2 separate regions of the Mus musculus genome follow, and region 2 is linked to region 1. A link is a contact called in public Hi-C data. All regions are on one chromosome and are shown on one strand. The core of a region is the stretch at or near the end of the contact, and the rest is flanking DNA. Distances in the headings are between cores, read along the strand shown.

Evidence for each region. Hi-C and Micro-C count contacts between places; a contact is called where the count stands out from the background.
Region 2: a Hi-C map of pre-pro-B cells shows a contact between it and region 1, with 3 times the contacts expected there. The contact joins two enhancer-like sites. A contact is called at or near these places in 1 of 39 promoter capture datasets (neural stem cells), 7 of 15 datasets of contacts at CTCF or cohesin (CD8 T cells, the NIH/3T3 cell line, embryonic stem cells and 3 more), 145 of 484 Hi-C or Micro-C datasets (the AML12 cell line, B cells, the BV-2 cell line and 72 more) and 18 of 115 datasets of contacts at active chromatin or transcription factors (the HPC-7 cell line, Th17 cells, acute myeloid leukemia and 10 more).

The regions. Positions count from the first base shown.
Region 1 is chr1:106,154,150-106,161,613 of GRCm38.p6, reverse strand. The region is part of intron 2 of Gm20753 (predicted gene, 20753); the gene reads left to right. Among named protein-coding and RNA genes, the nearest start is that of Gm20753, 14 kb to the left of the region's middle. Within about 2 kb of position 3,438, at least 26 of the 459 cell types and tissues checked have an H3K27ac peak or open chromatin away from gene starts, as enhancers often do. A contact at or near this core is called in DN2 thymocytes and pre-pro-B cells, where this site is marked.
Region 2 is chr1:106,398,574-106,406,055 of GRCm38.p6, reverse strand. No RefSeq gene overlaps it. Among named protein-coding and RNA genes, the nearest start is that of Gm41928, 120 kb to the left of the region's middle. Within about 2 kb of position 5,030, at least 106 of the 459 cell types and tissues checked have an H3K27ac peak or open chromatin away from gene starts, as enhancers often do. A contact at or near this core is called in DN2 thymocytes and pre-pro-B cells, where this site is marked.

The DNA of each region.
Region 1 (7,464 bases), core at 2,189-4,688:
CACATGCATATCCCCGACACACAATGCAGACCCCTAGACAGACAGACAGACAGACAGACAGACAGACAGACAAGACACAGAGAGCGCATGAGAGAGAGAGAGAGACAGAGACAGAGAGAGTAGGTGTTGCGGATGGCAAGAGACCCACTATTCTTTCTGATGAGATAGTTGTACCTAAAGACTTCATAAAATTCTCCAGTGAAACGTATGGTTTAGGATTTCTCATTTTTATTTTAAATAAATAAATGCCATAAGCACTGACCCTCCCAGAAAGTGTTCCTCTGAAGCAAGGGAGGACACCTGACCCAAGCTTAGAACATCCTCCCCTAGCTTGAGCAGGCAGGAGCCCAGCCAGCCCCAGGTCCCCGAGCCAGCAGAACTGGCTCCTCTGCTCCCCTCATTGATCCTTCCACCTTGCTGCTTCCTGTCCTCACAGGACCAGATCCCTGCACTGGCCTGGGGGTTAGTGACTAAGATATGAGTTACTGATGACGTTATCTCCATTTCCTCTCAGAACAGAGGGAAACCAAGATGGCTGCCACTCCCCTTAGCGTGACTGAAGGTCTGAGTCTTCCTCCTGCTGGCAGCCCCTTGCCTCATCCTTTCTTGGAACACTTACTTCAGGAAAACATGTCCTTTTAAATCTGCCATCCTCCTCTCTGGGGCATACATACAATTTTTTTACGGTTTTGGCCAGCTTTATGACCCGGCCTAGGAACTACATCTTTGAAATGTGATCAAAGAAGAAGATAGCACCCCCAAACCCCAGTTCCACAGGAGCACAGGAATATAACTTCAGTGGCTGTTCCATTCTGAGTTCAAATTTTCTCCCATCTTTTGTTTTGTCTTGTTTTGTTTTTTGAGACTGGGTTTATTTTGGGTTTCTCTGTGCAGCTCTGGCTGTCCTGGAACTCACTCTCTAGACCAGGCTGGCCTTGAACTCAGATATCCACCTGCCTTTGCCTCCAAGTGCTATACTCCCATCTTAAAGATGTGAAGAACTCATTTTGCTCTTGGACAAAGTAGGTCAGCACAGACGGCCTGACATTCCTGGAATTTTTCTGCTTCTTCATGACAGTCCTTCTTCTTCTTCCTTCAGCAGAGCTCAGTCCCTGCTTTGACAACGTTCAGTGGAGAAACCCTGCCCCAGTGAATCATGGGAAACACCCACTGTCAAAGTTCGGCTACCACAAGTACATATATGTTCATGTTCACTATATACACACATGTATCCACACATATGCATACTACACACATATAAATGAGAAAACAGGGGAAAAAACAGAAGGAAATTTTGCCATTTACTAGAACACAGATAGACCTAGAGGACAAGTTATAAAATGAAAGAAGCCAAACAGACACCTATGTAATCTAAAATAGCCAAACACAGAGGATAGTGAAACAGAGGACACAGTAGGCATTCCCATGGCTGGGGTGGGAGTGGGGCACAGGGTGGGGGAATCAATGGTCAGGGGGCACACTGTTCAGTTACACAACACTAATGGGTCAACAACACTGTATTGTACACTAGACACTTTCTAAGATGGTAGTTTTTTGGTTTTTTGTTTTTTGTTTTACTTTCGTAAGTCTCTGTGTATTATGCCTTTGGAGCCCTGAGGTGTCAGATTCTCTGGAGACAGAGTTACAGGCAGCTATGAGTCACCAAAGTGGGTACTGGGAACTGAACTCAGGTCTTCTGCATGAGCAGTACACTATCGTGACTCTCCAGCACAAGATGATAGCTCTAATGCTTAGTACGTTTATCACAAAAATTAAACACGCATATGCATAGATAACTAGGGTAGGGGAAACTCTGGGGAGTGATGTACATGTAACCTTTCCGGGTTGATATTTTCACAATTATATACTCATTTCTAACCATACCATGCTGTATACATTAAATATGGATAGCTCAGTAAGTCTCACCTAATCACTGTCCTATTGATCTGAGGAGGCTCCATGACCAAGGCAACTTACACCAGAAAGCATTTAATTGGAGGTTTGCTTACAGTTTCATGGTTAAGTCCATGATCATCATAGCAGGGAGTGTGGTGGTAGACAGGCATGGTGCTAGAGCAGTAGCTGAGAGCTTGCTTACATCTAGCCCAGAAGCAGAAGGCATAGAGAGAGAAACTGGGCCTGGTGTGGGCTTTTGAAACCTCAAAGCTCATCCGTAATGTTAAACCTCTTCCAACAAGTAGTTCCCCTAACTCTGGACCAAACATTCATATATATGAGCCTGTGGGGGTCTTACTCATTCAAACTATCACAAATCATATCTCAGTAGAGCGGTCTCCAAATGATAAAATAAACAGAGATAGGTTAATAACTGATAGAAGAAACGTGAACGATTGGTAGGAATATAAATGACAGATGTAGAGTTGTAGAGGGACTATTAATAATCTGAAAGAGGAGTGGAAGCCAAGTTACTAGATCAGACAACAAAGTTCTCAGCCAACTACAGAGGAAGTTGAAGCAACCTGCGTGCAGTGCACAGCCTCCTGAAAGCTATGGGGCTAGGCCTTGCAAGATGGCTTAGCTTGCCACCAAGCCTGACAACCCAAGTTGGATTTCCCAGGACCCACGTGATGGTGAGAGCCACCTCCCAAAAATTGTTCTGTGACCTCCACGGCTGCATATACACAAACACACACACAAGAGCGCGCGCTCACACACACACACACACACACACACACACACAGAGAGAGAGAGAGAGAGAGAGACAGAGACAGAGACAGAGACAGAGAGAGACCCATACATAGATTATAATAAAAATATTTTTGACGGTTGAGGGTTGGGAACACCAGGCTTTTCTGGATGTGGGAGCTGGCAAGAGGATGTGCAGTCTCTTTCGGAAGCACATACACCACTGGGTCTCAAATGCCCCCTCACCTTGTGGAACATTGATTGCTTTGCAGAGCTTACTTGATTTTCAGTACACACAGAGAGAAAGTTCTACAATAGGTGCATTAGGCTGGAGTACTGTGCTAAGATGGTGGGGGCCCACAGTACACACACAGAGGGAGAGTACTGTGCTAAGATGGTGCCATCAAGCTGGATTCCTGTGCTAAGATGGTATGGGGACACTCTGCTATAGTCTTTCCCTGTGCCCACACACAAAGCACCTGCTCAGCCATTGCACTGGGCTGGAACAGAGCCGGTGCTAAAGGGCAAGTGAAGCTGAAATCCAGCTCCTCTTTTGGGCCCCAAGCACTGGCACAGGCCATGGCCAGAGGAAGAGGCACCTTTCCTTCCTTGTCCAAGAGGAACCAGGAGGTCACCAGCTCCACGACTGCAGGGCACCTCCTCCACAGGTGGAGCCTGCTCCCAGTTTTCACAGCAGGCTGCCACAGAGCTTGCAGCTCTCTGCCTGGGACCAAACTCAGAATCTTCATGAAAGACTTGTATCAGAAGTCTCCAACAACACTCCCCACACACACACGTGACAAAACCTATGACAGCTCGGCTGAATGACTCTGCCACAAAGACCACAGCACTAACCATGGGCAGACAGCTGAGCAACAATTTGAGGACAGGAAAGCCTTCTTAGAAAAAGCTAAAACAGAGAGACAGAGATAGAGACAGAAACAGAAACAGGCAGAGACAGACAGAAGAGACAGACAGACAGACATAGAGACCATCAGAGAGAGACAGCAAGAAAGAAGAGACAGACAACAGAGACAGAGAGAACAGACAGAAACAGAGGGGAAGAAAGTGACAGAGACAGAGACAGAGACAGAGAGATTACTTTTAGAAATGGAAATGTAAGAAAATAGGGAAAATAGAAAATAATTAGAAAATGGTTTATGTCTCAACAGAAACAGAAATCATGAAGGATCGTTTTCACAAATTAAAGGATGTTGTGCATTTCTAGGTTGTTGGAAAATAAAAATATCAAATAGCCAGAATAAATTAAAAAACATGTACATCAAGGCATACCATCACAAAATTTGAAATAATGAGGTCAGGAGAAAATTTAAAAGCTTCTATGAAGAAGAAAATTAATTCTATTTGTGGTCAGAATTTCTTCAGAGTTTTCAAGTCCAAGGGATGATAGTGCATGCCTCACACCCCTGAAGGAAAGGAAAGGCCTGTCAATGCAGGAAAATTAGACACTTGCCTAAACACTGACCAGTCATTAGGGAAGAAATGAATAAATGAAAACAGGTCCAAAGGAGTGTAGTGGTTTGAATAGCTTTGGCCCCCATAGATCATGTCTTTGAATATGCTTGGCTGAGGGAGTGGCACTATTAGGAGGTGTGACCTTGTTGAAGGGAATGTGTCACTGTCAGAGTGGGCATTGAGACCCTCATCCTACCTGCATGGAAAACAGTCTTCTGGATGCAGTGGGATCAAAATGTAGAATACTCAGTTCCGTCTCCAGCTCCATGCCTGCCTGCACTCTGCCAAGCTTCCAGCCAATGTAATAATGGACTAAACCTCTAAGCCCATAAGCCAGCCACAATTAAATGTCCTTATAAGTCTTGCCTTGGTCATGGTGTCTCTCCACAGCGATGGAAATCCTAACTAAGACAAGGAATTCATGTAGATTGAAATAGTTTTTTGAATACACAAACGCCCCATGCCTTACTGTAAGGAATTGTATATCTAGAGTGCTGCTGGAGAAGATTTTTCAGAGAGATGAAGGATACGCCAAGAAATAGAAGGTAAGGGATGCAGGAAACAGATCCCAGCTCAATAATGGGCAAGAAAGTCCCCAAATCAACAATGAAGAGAGATCCTCAAGTGGAAGAAGGACAGAGGACTCCAAAGACCTCTTGTGAGATCTTAGGAGATACCCAGGGGGAACCCCTGGGATCCAGGAATTCTGAAAACACTAGCGCTCCAGTGGAGGGTTTGGGGCTTCCTCCATGGTGTGGAAAATAGACCACCAAATGAAAACATGAAACACCTATTAAGTGGAGGGAAAACAAAAAAAAAATTTTTGCAAGAAGGAAAATTAGTCCTAAATATATTATATGATCCAGTGGTATATTGGTTGAAAATTGATGTAACCAAATGTATTACATCACTAATTCAGAAAATCTGTGGTCACAGAGCACCTAAGGGCCTGGGTGGGAGACTGAGAGCACCTACAGAGGTGAAGGGAAGGAAGCATCGATGTGGATAGAGATCTTGTGCTGTGAAGGAAACAGCCAAATAACTAAAAGGGTGAAAACTTTAGACATTAAGGAGGAGGATGTAGGAGAACAGACAGCTGCTATTAGAAATGAAAACTGCTGCCCTTGTCTAAGGAGTCCACTGATGGTTGCATCCACCTGACATGTTCAAAGCAGATGTGAAGCGCTTACAGAAAAATTAAAAGTTTCTCAGTCAGGATCTCACTGTGTAGTGGGGCTGGTCTGGAACTTTCTGTAACCCAGGCTGGCCTTGAATTTGCATCAATCCCCCTGCCTCTGCCTCCTAAGTACCTGGATTACAAGCATGTGTCACCAGCTATAAAGCTACAGTTTTAAAAATCAGAAGGACCATATTTGTTGTTGTTTGTTTGTTTGTTTGTTTGTTTAGTTTTTAGGAGGGAACGGCAGAAGCAATATATTGAGATAATTCCATGAACGGAACAGCGCTCAAGCAGGACGCAGTAGCTTGTGGTGAAGATTTTATAGTTACTAAAGCTGGAAGGTTGGTAGCTCTACAGCAAACGTGGCATTGAGAAATCACCAAAGGAGGCTTGGAAACAAACATTTCATAAGTGTCATCTGGAGTGTCCAGAGAGACACTCCAGTAAAAGAGCAGTCAAGAACCCCAGGCTAGTAGTTCAGTGATTGGACTGAAGCTGCAATCAAGGTTATTAGAATACTCGTTACAGACATTTCTAACCAGGGTGTTAGAATATAAGAATTAAGTTCAAATTCTTTAATGAGCCTTATAGTAAAAAAATATTTGGAGTTTTAGAATGATTGTGTATTTTTCCAGGACACCACACAAAGAATATGACCCTGTTTTCAGTGGACACACAGTTGTCTTTCATGGGACAGAAACACAAACCCTGTATTAAGAAAGTGAATCTTAGGGCATATTGTCATTCCTATCCTGGTACAAAGCCCTGGCCCTGTTCTTTAGCCGCACAAGGGGCGGCATTGTGTGCCTGAGATGAGTGTTTGAGCTGAAGTTCCTGGCTTGGCTGGGATCTTCCGTTTGGCTGCGCTTCCCCAGAGATCAGCTGCCTGTCACAGGCTCTGCACTATTGACACCCCAAACAAGGCGCAAGCAGGGAAAACAAACAAGGCCAAGCTGCTTTTCCTTGCTGATGAGTCAAAGGCTACACTCAAGCTACCAAATGTTAGATTAAATTTCATCGTGAGATGAAAGTGAGCTTCCTGGAGGACTCCTTATCTGTTTTTGTTAATTTCGAACTCAGGACTTGGCTTCCAACCAACAGCATAATTGGTAACAAATGTCGCCTTCTTCCCGCACTCCCTTCTGCTGTGCTTCCTAGCATGGCTTGTGCCACACTCACCCTCCAAACAGACGGAACATGAACAGAACAGTCTAGCTCTTACTTTTGTTTTTTAAAGCTTACCATCGCATTTTAGTGCTGATTTCCCCATCTGCCCCTTGCAACTTACTACCACCTTCCAAACAGTTCTATCTAAAGCATCTACAATACCATAGATAAGTGTAGTTAAGAGAAGGGCATCCGTTTGGAATTCAGAGATTCCACATAGTCTGCCAACACCCCCCACAGTATTTAATTGACAAATATATGTGTGCCAATGTGTTTAGCAGCTTCTCTTCGCAAAAGTGAACAAAATGAATAGTTGTCAAGGGGCAGAGGAAGGTCCCACATCAGAGGGGCTGAGCACTGCAGAGTCAGTCCACCACCACACCATTGCCGTATGCCGGTGGATGGCAATCGCACCTATCAGCAGAGCAAGTAGATATCCAAAATGCTACTGAGGATGGATGAGGAAGCAACTGGAATAGACTATTTATTTATGCTTGATAACACCCATACATTTCGAAGAATACAATACTGAGAGATCGGTTTTAAATGATTTTAAACATTAAACAAACATCTAAAGTCGCCTGATAGATCAATAACAGATTTGCTTTGGAGCTAGCAGACAGGACAGACACTTCTCCAATGTCAACTGAACACATTTAGAGATATCCCGGGGTAAAGGTTTGTGTCCAGCCTGGACAGCTATCCTTGTCCTGGTGGTCCTTTGGCTCGAGTCCTTGCGAAGGTCCCTCGCTGGAGTTCACAGGATACAGCAATGTTTTGGAAATGGGAGAAAGCTGGGGCAAGGCATCTGGGAAGTTCTCTAGAGCTGGAAAAGGAAGGGAAGGGGCTTGCCCCAGGAGCCCAGAAAAGAAGGCAGTCCTGCCAACCTGACTGTTGGAACTTGGACTCCAAACTGGAGGGTTATACACTCGCCTCTCAAGATGCTAAACTTGTACTCCTTCATCATAGTAGCCAAAGGAACCCAGTATGCAATG
Region 2 (7,482 bases), core at 3,781-6,280, 240 kb before region 1:
ATATAGTATGTTGGAACTGATATAACCTTAAATTTTTATCATCATACAAAAATCTTTAGCAATTCAAAATATTTGAGACTTACTGCTTTGAAAGACCAAACGAGATACAACAGATAAATAGAGAGCTCGTTGGGACTAGGAAGTTTTGTAATTATTGCTTTATACCACATGGTCATCTTAAGGAGGTGAAGTTACACAGCATGTATTCTTTAACCTCAGTAAAGCTAGTTGCTAGCCATGTGGCTGTTCATAGCCTCCTGAGCTCATTAGCCAAGATGGAGGAGAGCCACATGGTTGTTATTTAAAAACCATCTTTTTTCCTAGTAGATCTATTTTTTTTAAATGAGAGTTGAATCCAAGTTACATACACATACCCACAGTTGAATCCAAGATACACAGAGACACAGACATACACATATACACACACATCCTAAATAAGAGTCGAATTAAAGCCGGGCGGTGGTGGTGCACGCCTTTAATCCCAGCACTTGGGAGGCAGAGGCAGGCAGATTTCTGAGTTCGAGGCCAGCCTGGTCTACAAAGTGAGTTCCAGGACTGCCAGGGCTATACAGAGAAACCCTGTCTCGAAAAAACAAACAAACAAACAGAGTTGAATTAAGTACATATACCCAAGTATAGATTTTTTAACTATAAGCTCTTAGTTACAAGTTTAAAGCCAAATTTTGTTACAGATTTTATAGATTTTAAGTATACCCGTAATCCTGAAATAAGAGTTTGCTTCTGTTTTTTTAAAGAGCAAAGCATAGAGAAACTGTAATGATGAAAAAATTTAATAGTGAAAGGTAGAACCTTAGAGATAAGAGACTTGAGATCACTTGTGTGGTGGAAGAAGTTGTCACAATTTGCAAGAATTTGGAAATCAAGTGCCCCACATTTTTGGCCATTGATCTGTACCGGGGCCAAGCTATAGTAGTAAAAATCTGAGTCCATGGAAAACTAGAAAGATGGCTGCAAACAGGAACTCCACGTGGGTGTGTTCCTATGGGCTCCAAGAGGGAGCTGAGAGCTAAGGCCTCTGGACTGCTCAGGCTGAAGCCAGGCTGAAGCCAGGGATGGCCAGGGGACAGCAGGGGAGAAAGGAGATATCCACGTGTGTCCAGCAGCAGGCCAGCAGCAGACCAACAGTTGGCCAGCAGAAGACCAGCAACAGGCCAGGAGCAGACCAGCAGCAGGCCAGGAGCAGCTGAAGAATCAGATTCACAACCAAATGATCCACTTAGACCTTTGGAGACTGGGTTTAGAGTGGGTGCTGCCTGCTGTGAGAATAGGAGTGTTGTGGGTGTGTACTGCTGCAGTGGGGCTGCTCTTTTGCTCAACTCCCTTCTATCCAGGACCAGCTTAGGCCCCCACTTTGCAACAAATTTACATTTACATTAACTGTAAATTAAAGACAGGATGATTACACAGTGTTGGGAAATGAGACAAAAACAAACTGAATTTGGAGCAGAAAAAAAAAACAGGGAACGGGAAATTTTTCTGTTTCCCCAATTAGTGGCAGTAGTTTCAGAGGTCCCCGATAATGTTGGGCTCTAGGGTGCCACTGGGTGGCCATTTTGATTGATTAAAGGTTATGACAAATTTGACAGCAAAGGCAGGTATGTTAAGAGGCCCTTAAGTAGGGCGCTAGGCAGAGGGGTCAGTAGTTCTTCAAGGGCTACCCAAAGGGGAGCCAAGAAATATGGAGGACACAGAGGAAGGGAAGAAGGTAGTCCATGGCCTGAAATCTAAGGTATTCTGGGACTCAAGATGATCAATTGAGGAAGTTACAAGCCACAAGTGGGCGGTCACCTCACTGGACCAAGGCCAGAGCTAAACTACCCTAGGAGACTCAGCACCTGGTACCAGGACTTTTTAATGAACCCAAAGGGTGGAACCTGAGGCAAAAATCCTGAAGCCTCACCCAAGGGAATGGTCAGAGGTGGTGTCAGCAAAAAGCATCAGCCATAGCCTTCAAGACCTGGCTGGGGTTATCTCTGCTATGATGTATTTACAGATGAAGCCTAGCATGACTGTCCTCTAAAAGCCCTACCAGCAGCTGACTGAGACAGACACAGATGCTCACAGCCAACTATTGGACTGAGGTTGGGAACTCCTAAGGAGGAATTAGGGGAAGAATTGAAGAAGCTGAAGGGAAGGACGACCCCATAGGAAGACCAGCAGTCTCAACTAACCTGGACCCCGGGGAGCTCCCAGAGACTGAGCCACCAACCAAAGAGCATACATGGGCTGGTCTGAGGCCCCTGGCACATATGTAGTAGAGGACTGCTTAATTTGGCCTCAGTAGAAGAAGATGTGCCTAATCCAGTTCCCTAGAGGAGCAACAAACCTACCTGCCCATGCACACTCATCTCAGGCTCACAGCTTCCATGAGTCATTGTTGTTGATATACACACCAACGGAACAGGTCCTAGAGGCCATGGTTAGTTCAAAATGCAGGCTAAGCTAACAAGCCCCTATGACGAGACTGTTCAGTGTCAGAATTCCAAGCCAGGCCTTCAATAACGTGAGTAGAATTCCTGGACCTCCCAGTTCCCAGAGTTCCCTGAGGTCGTTGCTGAGGTATGGTCATAGTTGCTCCCTGAGAAGGCCTTGTTATGGGCCACATTGTATCTTCCATCCAAGTTGACATCACTTTCTTTGAAAGAGGGTTGGCACCAATGAATTAAACAGATGAGGTCACATTAAGCTAGGGCTGGGCCCTATTTCCATATGACCACTCTTCTTGCAAAGGGACATTCATACACAGAAGCATGCAGGGAGGAGGTCATGCATGATGATGAATTAAAGCAGAGCTCGGAACAATGTTCATTCAGGCCAACGAACACAAAAGACCGCCGGCAGCCTCCAGAAGCCAGGGAAAAGCCTTGGCACAGAGGTCTCCTTGCAGCCCTCGGACACTGGTCCTATTGACACCCTGACCATGGATTCACCTCCAGGGTGGAGAGGCACTGTTTTCAAGCCAGTCACTGGTTCTCTGTTACAACTGCCCTAGTGAACCAATGAAGTTCTAGTGCTGTCCATTCCCAGGCACTTTGCCCTCCTACCCTTCCATCCTTCTCAAGTCTCTTAGTTGCTTGGGTACATAGTTTTTCTCTGCTGGTGCCAGCCTGTCCCCCTTCCCTCTAACATCCCCTGGAGAATTGAGCTGGTTGAGAAAACAGTTGATCAGCAGTGCCAGAGGTACGACCTTGAGAGCAGTTCTCCCGAAGCCATGGTTGCAGACATGCCCGGCACCACCCATCATCCCCTGCACTGGGACGCTATTCCCACAGTACACACTGTTTAATATGGCTTGCATCTCAAATGCCCCCTACAGGCTCCTGCAGTACCCAGCTGGTTGCCCTGTTTCAGAAGGTTCTAGAACCTGCCTATTTGTGAGTGCTAAGCCTTTGAGAGTTAGAGCTGTTTGATTTTCAGGTCACCAGGACATGGGAAGCTGTCACTTAACACCTGTTGCAACAGTTAGTTCTGACCAGCTGCCATGACTTTGCTGCTATGACGGCCCAGACTCTCTGTAATCATAAGCTGAATAAACCTCTCTCTTAACTGCTTCTGCCAAATATTTTGTCCCAGGAACAGGAAAAGCAACTGATGAGTGAACCCAGAAGATGGCCCGACCCATAGAAGCTGAGATAGGCAAGTAAGTTATGCCAGAGCCTCAGAGGAGTGGGGATGCTGACATTGCTTTGGGCTTCTAGACTCCAGGACTGTGTCAGAAACCACACACTTGTATTTCTTTGTTTCAGTACCTCTTGGAGACCAAGAAGAGATCTGCCCACAGTCCTTCTATAGCTCTTACCTCAGAGAGTCTGCTGGAAATAAGCCCCACATACTGCCAAACCTGTTGATGGGCTGTCTCAAAATGGAATGCATCATATACTTCAGGTTGCTTGATAAAAATAGATACATGCTTGCATATAATAATGCTGGATAGGTTCATGAGCATCAGTATACATGTGAGTTTGCTCTCAGCATTTTCAGGAAGGGGGATCATCGTATGACCAGACAGAAGCCACTGTCTTCCACCTACGTGTATGCATCCAGCTTAAGATAGGGTTTCCTTTAGCAGCTTAACTCTGTTCTCATGTTGGAAGTGGATTTTGTGCTGGAATCAATTGTTAAAAGGACAGGTAAGGTTTCACCTTTTAGAACCAATGGCTTCCCAGAAGCTGTGTGCTTGGCCTTTTTACCGAGGTTCTGGTGATCACCGTCAGCTTCTTGTGTGTGGAAGGCAAGGAGAGGCTGGCGGAGTCATTGCTGTTCCATCAGAGTTTAGGATCTTGTGTCTGTCACTGAGCTTTAAGGCAGGACAGAAGGAGGGAGAGAAGGAGGGAGGGAGGGAGGGAGAGATGGCAGAGGGAGGGAGGGGGAGGGAGGAAGAAGAAAATTAATTTTCTAAGCCCGTGGTAAAATATCTGGAATCTTGACTTCAGGTAATAATTTTCCAATGACTTTCCCAATTTATTTCCTCAGCACTGCCTTGAAGATGTATCCAGGCAGAAGAGTTGGTGACTCAACGTTAGCTCACCACAGTCATAAAAATGACTGATTCTCATGAGCACAGACACTGGATAGCCCTCCTATCCGTGCACAGAAGATGTTGCGATGAGGACCATAGCCTCCTGCCTGACTCCCCTCCAAACCCCTGGGGATAAAAGCCATGAGTATCCTGGAAGCTTAGCTCAAGTCCGCAGACATGCTGCTCTGTGAAAGGACAGGTACTTTTGCAAGCCTATTGTGTGAGCAGCTGCATGTCTATAGAAACTAATACGGTGATTCATTGTTCTGCTGTAAGCTTCAATATTTGACATAAATTTTGTCAAGGCAACCTTTCCCCCTCTGCTTCCGCTTCTAATATTTAATTGTAACACATTGTGGTTGCAACAAGCTGAAACCATTGAGATTAAAAAATGAGTTGTAAAAAAAAAATGGAGAAACACATTCTTTGTGGTGAATACTAATCTTGCAAAGCATTTTATTTCCGGGGAGGCTGCCAAGAGCAAGTGTGGAAGAGTCGGTATTGAAATGACTCATGGCATCTGCAGCCTCGGGAGGTCAGAGGAGCAGACAAGGAGAATAGTCAAGGGCTTGCCTTGGAGGTGGAAGAACACTCCATCGAGCAGACAGAGCAAAGCTATGTCTGGAAGGGAGGATTCCCAACCTCCACACACTGGGTCAGGGCACCTTCCCTTTTCTGGATTAGCTTCCGGCCCCGTGGAACATTCTCCTCTCTTAAGTCAATCAACTCTGCAAGACTGGATTGCTTACTCTTGGTTCACTGAATTCTGGTGGGCTGTCTTAGAAATGACCCCTCTGCCGAGCCTGTGGGATCTTCTCAACCAGGCCTGTGTGGTCACTCACCTTCTGAGGGTACTGGGGACTGTAGGATGGAGCCTGCCTGGAGGAGCAGGAGGTGGATGGACTACAGCAAGCCCAGCTCAAATGGAGCAGAACAGAGCACAAGGCCCCAAGATGCTGAGGAGCTGCAGGGATGCTGAAGAACTTGGTTCTCCAAGCAAACAGCAGCTCAGCCATCCTGTGCCCACCAGCCGGTCTGTGGACTGAGCACATTCCCTAAGAGTACAGAATAGGGAGAGTCATTGAACCCTTACCTGGGATTCCAGCCATCTGTCCTAGCCATTTGTTTGCAATTCTTCCCTAATTTTATGTGGCTTGGAGTACATAGACTGGGGACAGTTGACTAAAGGAAGCTGTATCTGTGTGACTATTGGGGACACCACCATCCATGCTGGGTGAAGACTGCAGTGTAGCTGTTTTGGGTCACCCAAGCTCCTATATACAATCCCTCACCCATGTTCTGTAGGTAAGGCCAATAAACTCCCTAGTTGAACTTTGGTAGAATTACATATATCTTTGTCATTAGAACTTTATGGGGATGTAGATGTTCGTTATGTCTCCATTGAGCAAGAATTCACACAGCTGAGGCAGGGGGTGGGGGGCGCAAGGTAGGTCCAGGAAAAAAGAGAAAGGAGGGAAGTCAACTTAGGTGTCTCCTTTCAGCTTCCTTAGAGAAGCCCAGACCATGTCTGAGCAAGGGCTGGAGGCCCAGAGAGGTTTAGAACTTGTGCAGAATGGGAAAAGACATCTAGGTCAGGTTTAAAAGTGGCCAAGCAGCCCTCAGACACACCGAGGACCTGCTCCAAGCACCTCAAGTGGAGGTACAGATGCTGGGGAACACACATATCTGCAGGATGAGCCTCTGGAGCCCTTGGGGTGCATAGGACCATGGGTAAAGCAACAAGGAGCCCCTGTCAGTGGGGCCAAGGAGGTTGCAGGGGTGCAGTGTTACTGTCACCGTAGGGATTTCCCCAGTAACACAAACTTTCACTCTGGCCAAGGAAGAACATGGCCTACCTTAGTGGACAGCTTGAGGGACATTGAGGCTGAGGACATTTTGGGGTAAATGGAGAGTATCGAGGTCACGCAAATAGAAGGGCAGGGTGCGAGGCATGCTAGAGAGTAGCAGTGGGAACTGCTGTATCCACTTTCTTCAAGGGCCTGACACGGAAAGGTAAGCAGAATCAGAACCCACCTATTTGGGAACAGCTGTGAAATGGCTCACTGGGTGTTTGCTGTGCAGAACAGCCTGGCACTTCCAGCCTTCTGTGTTCTAAGAATTCAGATCCATGTGAGCTCTGAGTACAGGAGTTCTGCCTGCTCTTCTGTCCTTTCTGGTTGGTGCTGCTGGCAGAACTGGAGGTGGACACAGTGTAGTTAAGGGCTCTTCATGCAGGAGGGAGGTCATCTGGGCAGCAGAGTATGACATCTGTTCCTTCCCCAGAGGGAGAAGTCATTCTTATCCCTCACAGCACAGTGTGGTCCCCAGGGCAGGGATATCAGGCAGAAGCATTTTTAGTGGTCCTGCTGTGGGATGAGCTTTGGGCAGCTTGCAGTCTCTGTCTGGGTCAAGTCCAAGGTCTTCACTGACCGAGTGTTTTCACTCCAAGTGTGAATGCACCTATGGACACACATGTCTCTCCAGATAATCATCATTAAATGTGTTCCAGTGTTTGCCCTTGGGGGCTCATCTCAGGCACTCCACCTCTCCACCATTTCTACAGAGTGAGTGCCCAGTGGACTTAGGGAGATGCTCAGCTTATGAGGAAGGCTAAGGAGCCTTGATCCTAAGACCTTCAGAAGAACAAAACAACCACCCCCCATCCCATTAGGCTAAAACCCCATTCCTATACACCAGCCAGATGAAGCAAAAAGATGCATAGACATACACACACAGCATGAAACACACACACATACACACACACATACACACACACCAGCAGCATAAAGCACAGATGCACAAACACACACACTTTGAATTTTTTGAAACTTTAGCTGTACTCTGTTTTAGAAAAAAAAAAGCATCCCAGTTAACTGTATTCAGTTATCACTGTGCAGAAAATATTCAGTTATCACTGTGCAGAAAAGAACAGCAATATTGAT